Regions from separate parts of the Zea mays genome. Here region 2 is linked to region 1. The links are chromatin contacts, called in public Hi-C maps. All regions are on one chromosome and are shown on one strand. Each heading gives the region's core, a stretch centred on a gene start, on an enhancer-like site or on the middle of the called end of the contact. The rest is flanking DNA. Distances are from core to core; before and after follow the strand shown. Region 1 holds the start of LOC100272754. Region 2 holds the start of LOC100191178.

The links. Hi-C and Micro-C count contacts between places; a contact is called where the count stands out from the background.
Region 2: a Hi-C map of ear shows a contact between it and region 1, with 2.9 times the contacts expected there. The contact joins the promoter of LOC100191178 here to the promoter of LOC100272754 in region 1. A contact is called at or near these places in 3 of 25 Hi-C or Micro-C datasets (ear, endosperm and tassel).

What each region holds. Positions count from the first base shown.
Region 1 is chr10:33,374,309-33,377,799 of Zm-B73-REFERENCE-NAM-5.0, reverse strand. It overlaps LOC100272754, which reads right to left and starts at 1,303. Exons shown (of 4, transcript NM_001147207.1): 1 at 1,145-1,303; 2 at 959-1,025; 3 at 353-643. The coding sequence starts at 1,234. The coding sequence ends at 363.
Region 2 is chr10:33,935,392-33,938,735 of Zm-B73-REFERENCE-NAM-5.0, reverse strand. LOC100191178 reads right to left here and starts at 1,544. Exons shown (of 5, transcript NM_001136613.1): 1 at 1,110-1,544. The coding sequence starts at 1,389.

The sequences.
Region 1 (3,491 bases), core at 54-2,553:
AACCATAATTACAAATGAGAAAATTGGACGAGACAATTGCATATTTGGGACTCTAAACATAACGCTCCGTAATATTGCCATCCAAAAGATTTACTTCGCAAAAAGGGGACTACAAACATCTACTCGATTATACTACAATTTAGCCTATAGTCTAGCTTTTCTAATCTAATTTCATGTATTTTTCCCTGATTAGCCGCTTGTAGCCCTATGTAATTATACGCAGCTCGCCTGCTCTCTCGCGCTCACCAGGATCAAGTGAACAGCTGGCCAACAGGAAGCTAGTATTTGTAAATTGTAGATTCGTCAGCAGCAGGAAGCTAGTATTTGCAACTTGCAGCTTGTCTGCACTCACCAGCATGAAGCTAGTATTTGCAACTTGTAGGATGCAAACAACTCTTATTGCTCACGTAATGCTCATGAAACACCAGGACAACGATACAGCTTTTCCATGGTCGGTGTGTCCATGGGCTATGATGCAGACGAGGCGCCCTGTCCAGCATGACATCGCCCAGCACGACCTCACCTAGCGCGATCTCGCCCAGCGTGGTGGTCGGCGCGGCAGCGGCCTCGGCCAGCGCGCAGGGTCGAGCTCGGCAGATGGCGCAGCAGGGGTGAGCCCGGGCCTGGACGGGGCATGGGGCGGCTGTGGGCAGGACGGTAGCCGGTCGTCCATGGCGGCATGGAGACAAAACGCACGCACAAGGTAATTTGGTCTCCTTAGATACAAAATACAGGGAACCAAGTAATAAAAGGAAGATTATACAATAACTGGTAGTATAATCAATTAGAAGATGTTTGTAGTCCCTATTTTGCGAAATAAATCTTTTGGATGGCAATATTGCGAAGCGCTATGTTTAATGTCCCAAATATGCAATTGTCACGAAATTGGACCGATAAGGTTACGGTTCTGTCATCTGTCAACAAGCAGACGAGAGGAAATCAAAGCTGAGCTTACTACCTGATGCATGGAGAAGCACATCCTCTCCCCCAGGGTGGTCCTCCAAGAACTTGGTCACATCATACACCTGAAACCAACCAGCCAGAAAAACAATCAGAGGCCGACCAAACCATATCAGAGGTCGGATCTCTCTCTTCCCCACAGATGCAAGAGAAGCACAGCAAGGATGATCTTCTTCTCACTCGCCTTGCCGCCGATGACGACCCAGCAGTCCTTCCTGGAGGCGTGGAGAGTAACCTCGGATGCGAAGAAGAGCTTCTTGGCCTCCCCTGCCATGGATGGCAGCCGACGGACACCACAGGCTCTTGGTCAAACTCCCTTTCTTGACGACTGCCTTGTCTTTAGAGACGGATGCGGAGGATAGAGGTATCAGGCACCGAGGGAGGGGTAAATCTTGGAGCAAGCAGGTGAGCACGCCAAGAGAGCTGCCTCTGTTCTGGACTTTAGTTGGTTTTAGGGTCACGGGTTGGTAGCTAGTGGCTGGGGCTCCCTCGTCGGAGAAGACGAGACGCCCACCCGTCACCGCATGTAATGGGCTTCGTTTCGAGCAGGGACATGGGCCCTCGTGCACAAAAGATAGCCCACTTGACCCACTGCGTCGTCAGTTGCCGCTGCTGGCCTCTAAAAAGGGGAAGGATTTTTTTTTTCGCTGCTGCTTACGCTCGGCTCTCCTTCCTTTTCTCCAGTCGCATGGCTGCCATTACTCCGCTGCCTGTTCATGAATGATGAATTTTAAGAATTTGTCGATCGATACTCCAAAAGTATATTTATAAGAGTTTATTTTTAAATCATATTAACACATCTTATCAAAAGTTTTGCGCAAATAAGTTATATGAGAACCAAATTCAGCTGATTTAACTAATATATCATTAATGTAAACTTTCATAGTGTTTCCCAACAACTCATAAAAGATCAAATGAATAGGCCTTTGATTAGTGACACCAACATTTTTTAAACCGAATGTCATAACCATCCACTCAAATAACGCCCGGACATATAAAGATCGTTTTAGACGTATCTTTCTCGATCAGGAAGGTCTGATTATATAACACATTGCCATCAAGAAAGCTAATATCTATATTTCCTGATGCATTATTAATTAACATGTCGGCTACAGGTATATGATATTCATCTTTAGGAATCGCCCTATTTAGATTTCGGAATTCAATACATACTCTGAGCTTATCTGAATCCTTCTTCTCCACCCGCACAATATTATAGATCCATTTCGTATAACTGCAAGACCTAATAAAGTTAGCTTCCAAGAGCCTGTGAATTTTGTCTTTGATCCTAGGCAATAAGTCTTGGACGAAATGATCTTGGTCTCTGCTTGAAGGGCTTGAAGCCAGACTTAATAGGTCATCGATGCTCCACTAGCTCTCGGCTTAATCCTGGCATCTCAGTGTAGTTCCAAGCAAAGCAATCAGAGTATTCTTTTAATAAGCCAATCATTTCATTCCTAGGATCGGCTTCAGGGTCTTGTTCACAAAAGTCGGTCTTGGAGTTTTACCTTCCCCTATATCAATCTCCTCCAAAGGATCGGCCGATGTAAACCCATGTCCTAATTTGTCGAGATCTCTAAATTCTTCTCTTGTGCATACCTCAAAATAGTTTGAGGCTCTCTATGCATCCGCAGACTATCCGACCTCAGGGGCCAGACTATCCAGGACAGTGGACTCTCTGCTGCACTCTCTGGTAGCCACCGGACTATCCGATGTTGGGGCGGATAGTCCGTGACAGGGTATGTTCTCTACGCCATTCTCTGGTGCACCTTGACCGTCCAGCCTTAGGGGTCGGACCGTCCACGTCCCGACAGTCACTATTTATTAGTGTGTTTATCATTTTAACCTTATTTATGATTTAGCCGACTCTAGCATTACAGGGATGAACCCTCTTATATCTATGCTTATGAACTGGTAATCAGAAAAATCGACTCCTATGAGATAGGTGGAAGTCTCATAGGTCTAGAGTACAGGGGCATCGGTTATGGCAATGCAAGCTGATGCATCGACATGTACCTGTTCTACCTTATCTCCTACCCATTGTAATAACATTTGATGTAAAGTAGAAGGTATACATTGATTTGCAAGAATCCAATATCTACCTAAGATTATACTATAATTTCCTTCTATGTTGACGACGAAGAAAGCACCAACAAGAGTCTTTGTCCCGATGGTTAATTCAACAGACATGACTCCCTTGGCCTTGATCGAACTATCGCTTCCAATGCCGCTGAGTGTCATATTAGTTTTGACTAATTTGTCATCCTGCTTCCCTAATTTTCTATACAATGAGTATGACATTAAATTCATGGCCACCCCACCATCTACCAACATTTTAGCAATCGGTACTCCATCGATATGCCCGCGCACAAAGACCGCTTTAAATGATTGACCAATTTTTTGGCTTGGTGAAGGCAGTCTCTTTAGGACCAAAATCAAATTGAGCAATAACAGGTTCATCGTCACTGATAATAGTGTAATCGGCTTAAAATGTAATCACATTTACATCCATACCTGGGTGCTCGGGCGAG
Region 2 (3,344 bases), core at 295-2,794, 560 kb before region 1:
GTTTCAAACTAAAACATTGTCAACTACAAAGTTTCATAACTTTTCAAGACCTACAACTTTTATGTTAGTGGTTTTTACATTCGAGGTCGTTTTCAAAATTTAAATTTAAATTTTTAAAAATTCAGACGTAGTTTTCGTTGACAAGATGACTTCAAATGAAAACGTTGCCAACTACAAAATTCTATAACTTCTCAAGATCTACAAAGTTTATTTTGGTTGTTTGGTCATTTGTTCGTATCACATGATGGTTCTAACATTATTCACAAATCTTGTACATGTCTTTTGTAGTTTCATAAACTACGAGAGATATAGGTTTAATGAAACAAATTTTCTTTTATTTTGTCATATGAAGAAATGATCAAAATATAAAGTGTACATCTTGATGAGTTATACAAATTTGTAGTTGAAAACTTTTTTATTTGAATTAATTTACTGCTTTAAAATGTGATTTTTAAATTGTCTTTAACTAGTGTTAAAAAACACTCGGCAAAAAAACACTTTACCTAATGTCCAAAATAAAACACTTGCCAAAAAACTATTTGCCGAGTGTCAAAAAAACACTCAGCAAATAAACTCTTTGCCCCAAGTCAAAAACACACTCGGCAAAGAAACTCTTCGCCGGAAAAAACACTCGACAAATCATTTGATATTCGGCAAAGAGCTGAATTCCGGTAGTGGTAGTTGTTTTTATCTAGAGACTATCTGACCATTTATTTACAAATACGACTCCGGCCCTACATGTGTATGTGTCCCTATTAATTAGAAAATATAAATTTGATTCTTTTACTTTGTAGTGTCTTGGATCTGTGAAGTCCAATGTACTATAGTATTACATAAACATCCCTACATACGAAAATAACAATCAAGATATATACACGTATGGAAGCCATATATACATGTGATGCATGAAAAAAAGTGATGTCGTTGCTACATATAATCTTACAGTGACACACTAAACATAAAAAGCAATATATGGTTTAGGATTTGAACAGCCAGAGTGCAGTTTCATTAGCATTTGTAAAGAATATCCATATCCATGACAAAAAAAGAAAACATGCGCATGCATATAGATATATAAATGCATGTAGTAAATATATATATGTGTATACCGACTAAATCGGCAAGGTTGTAGCCATTCGTGAACCGTCCTGAGACGGCGCCGGCGGTGCCAGCATGGAAGTCGATGCCGTACGGAGATGCAGCACGGGGTGCAGGCGGCGGCAGGAAGTTATTGTTTCCGACATCGACCAGCGAATCACCGAACACAAACATCAACGGGACTGACAAGCGCTTCTGCTCAACGTCAGTTTCAGCGGCACCCAAGGACGAGCGGCTAGCGATGCACACGAGGAGTACCAGAGAAATGACCGCTCTATCATTAGTACCCATGGCTTTACTGGGCGGGTTAATCAAACGAAGATGATGGAGTATATCTTAGATGTTTTCTTTTTTTTCCCTCGCTCGCTCTAAACACACATAGCTAGTAGCTTGTTGCTGCTGCCAAGGGACGGATGCTTTCTGAGTTGGAGCTCTGTTTGTTGGCTTTGGAGTTTGGAGTGAGGAGGGATGCTTGAAGCCTGGTGGTATTTATAGTGTTAGATCCAACGTGATACACGCTGCTTCACGTACAGTGACGCGATTATTGGAATGTATTACTGTGTTCAATTCGGTGCGGGTAGGTAGGTAGCTAGACGCTTCTTTCTCCACATGACATTCGTACTGAACATGGTGGTTGGGAGTACGTGACAATTAAGATAACACAACCACGTAGGTGTCTTTGGGTTCACGAAATATAACGTAAATGATAATGATAATGATTCATACTTGAATACCGGTGATAACAAATTTAAATAAGGCGGTATCCATTTTATAGTGTACTATCGATTACGGTTAACTTAAACAAATATGATTTAACGTTATCGGTTACCCATTACGTTACCAATATGTGAACCAAACAGCACAATATTTTCAAAAAAAAATAGCAACGTGCACAAAGCAGGGAACGGCCACCGTGGAATATAATTATTCTACTTTCTACGTGTATCTTTGTCAACGTCAAATCTATATCGTCACTGCAACTGACCAGCCCCTCCCCAAAACAATAAAACAGGAAATGTACGACGACTTTGTAAGAAACCGTCGACAGTTATGTTATATCCGACGGTACCTAGTAGCCGTCGAAAGTAACAGTTAAGTCCTACGGCCCTAGTGACAGCCGTCGGATATGTAAGAAAAATGGACCTCACCCATTTGACTAATTGATTTTGATGTTTGATTATCAACATAGCCCGTGAACTAATGTGATTGATAGTGTTTGTGTTTGTAGTATGATGCTAAAACGACTTGGACTAAGGCATTGAGGAAGCAAAACCTCAAAGGAAGACATTAAGAAGACCATATGTGAAGATCAACGAGTATCAAGCAAAGTCCAAGACAAGAAGAAAGTGTTGCCACTGGCGGACCGTCCAGCCCAGAGCACCGGACTGTCCGGTGGCACCCCAGACTGTCCGGTGCCACACTGCCGGACTGTCCAGTGCATCAGGGAACAGTAGCCTAATGACTAGTTCCTGGTGACAATATGGAGGAGAGCCACCGAACTGTCCAGTGTGACACCGGACTGTCCGGTGCAAGGCTGACAGCGCCAATGGTCACCTGCTAGATCCAACGGCTATTGGTGCACCAGACAGGGCATCGGACTATCCGGTGTGCCGCAGAGAGCAACAACTTTTCTCCAATGGCTATATTTGAGTTGGGGTCTATATATACTTCACCCAACCAGCCATTTGAAGGTGTGGGAGCCCAATCAATATACCAACACATGTTGTAGATATTTTCAATTGCCCAAACACCCAAGTTCTTAATAGAATCACTCGGTGATTAGCGTAGGTGCTTTGCGAAGTGCTTAGGTTAGTTAGAACGCTTATGCGCTTGCTCTAGGTGAATCCTAGTTAGTTGAGTGAGTTTATAAAAACCTACAAAACCACTCGGCTCTTGTGTGAGCCGTTCTAATTCTACCGAGTGGGGCGACAGTATTGTGAGACAATGACAACCGAGATTTGTCATGGCCGACACCGTGTAAAGAAGGGAACGTGGCATGTGGCGTTTCAGCCGGAAGCTCGATAGTGGACATGACAGGGAGAGTCCGAGAGGAGCCAGAAGAGGAGCACCAATTGCGCGTGGAGAAGGCCCACGACTCTCTACAGAGTTACTCGACCGTGGTGCTTGGCCCTCGCGTGGGCTACCCTTTGCGTAGGGGCACCTATGGGGGATAGATATCCTCAGGTCCTCGTGAACACTAAAACGTAACATGGGCCGTCTGATGGGCCTCTCGTTGGTTCGTTCAT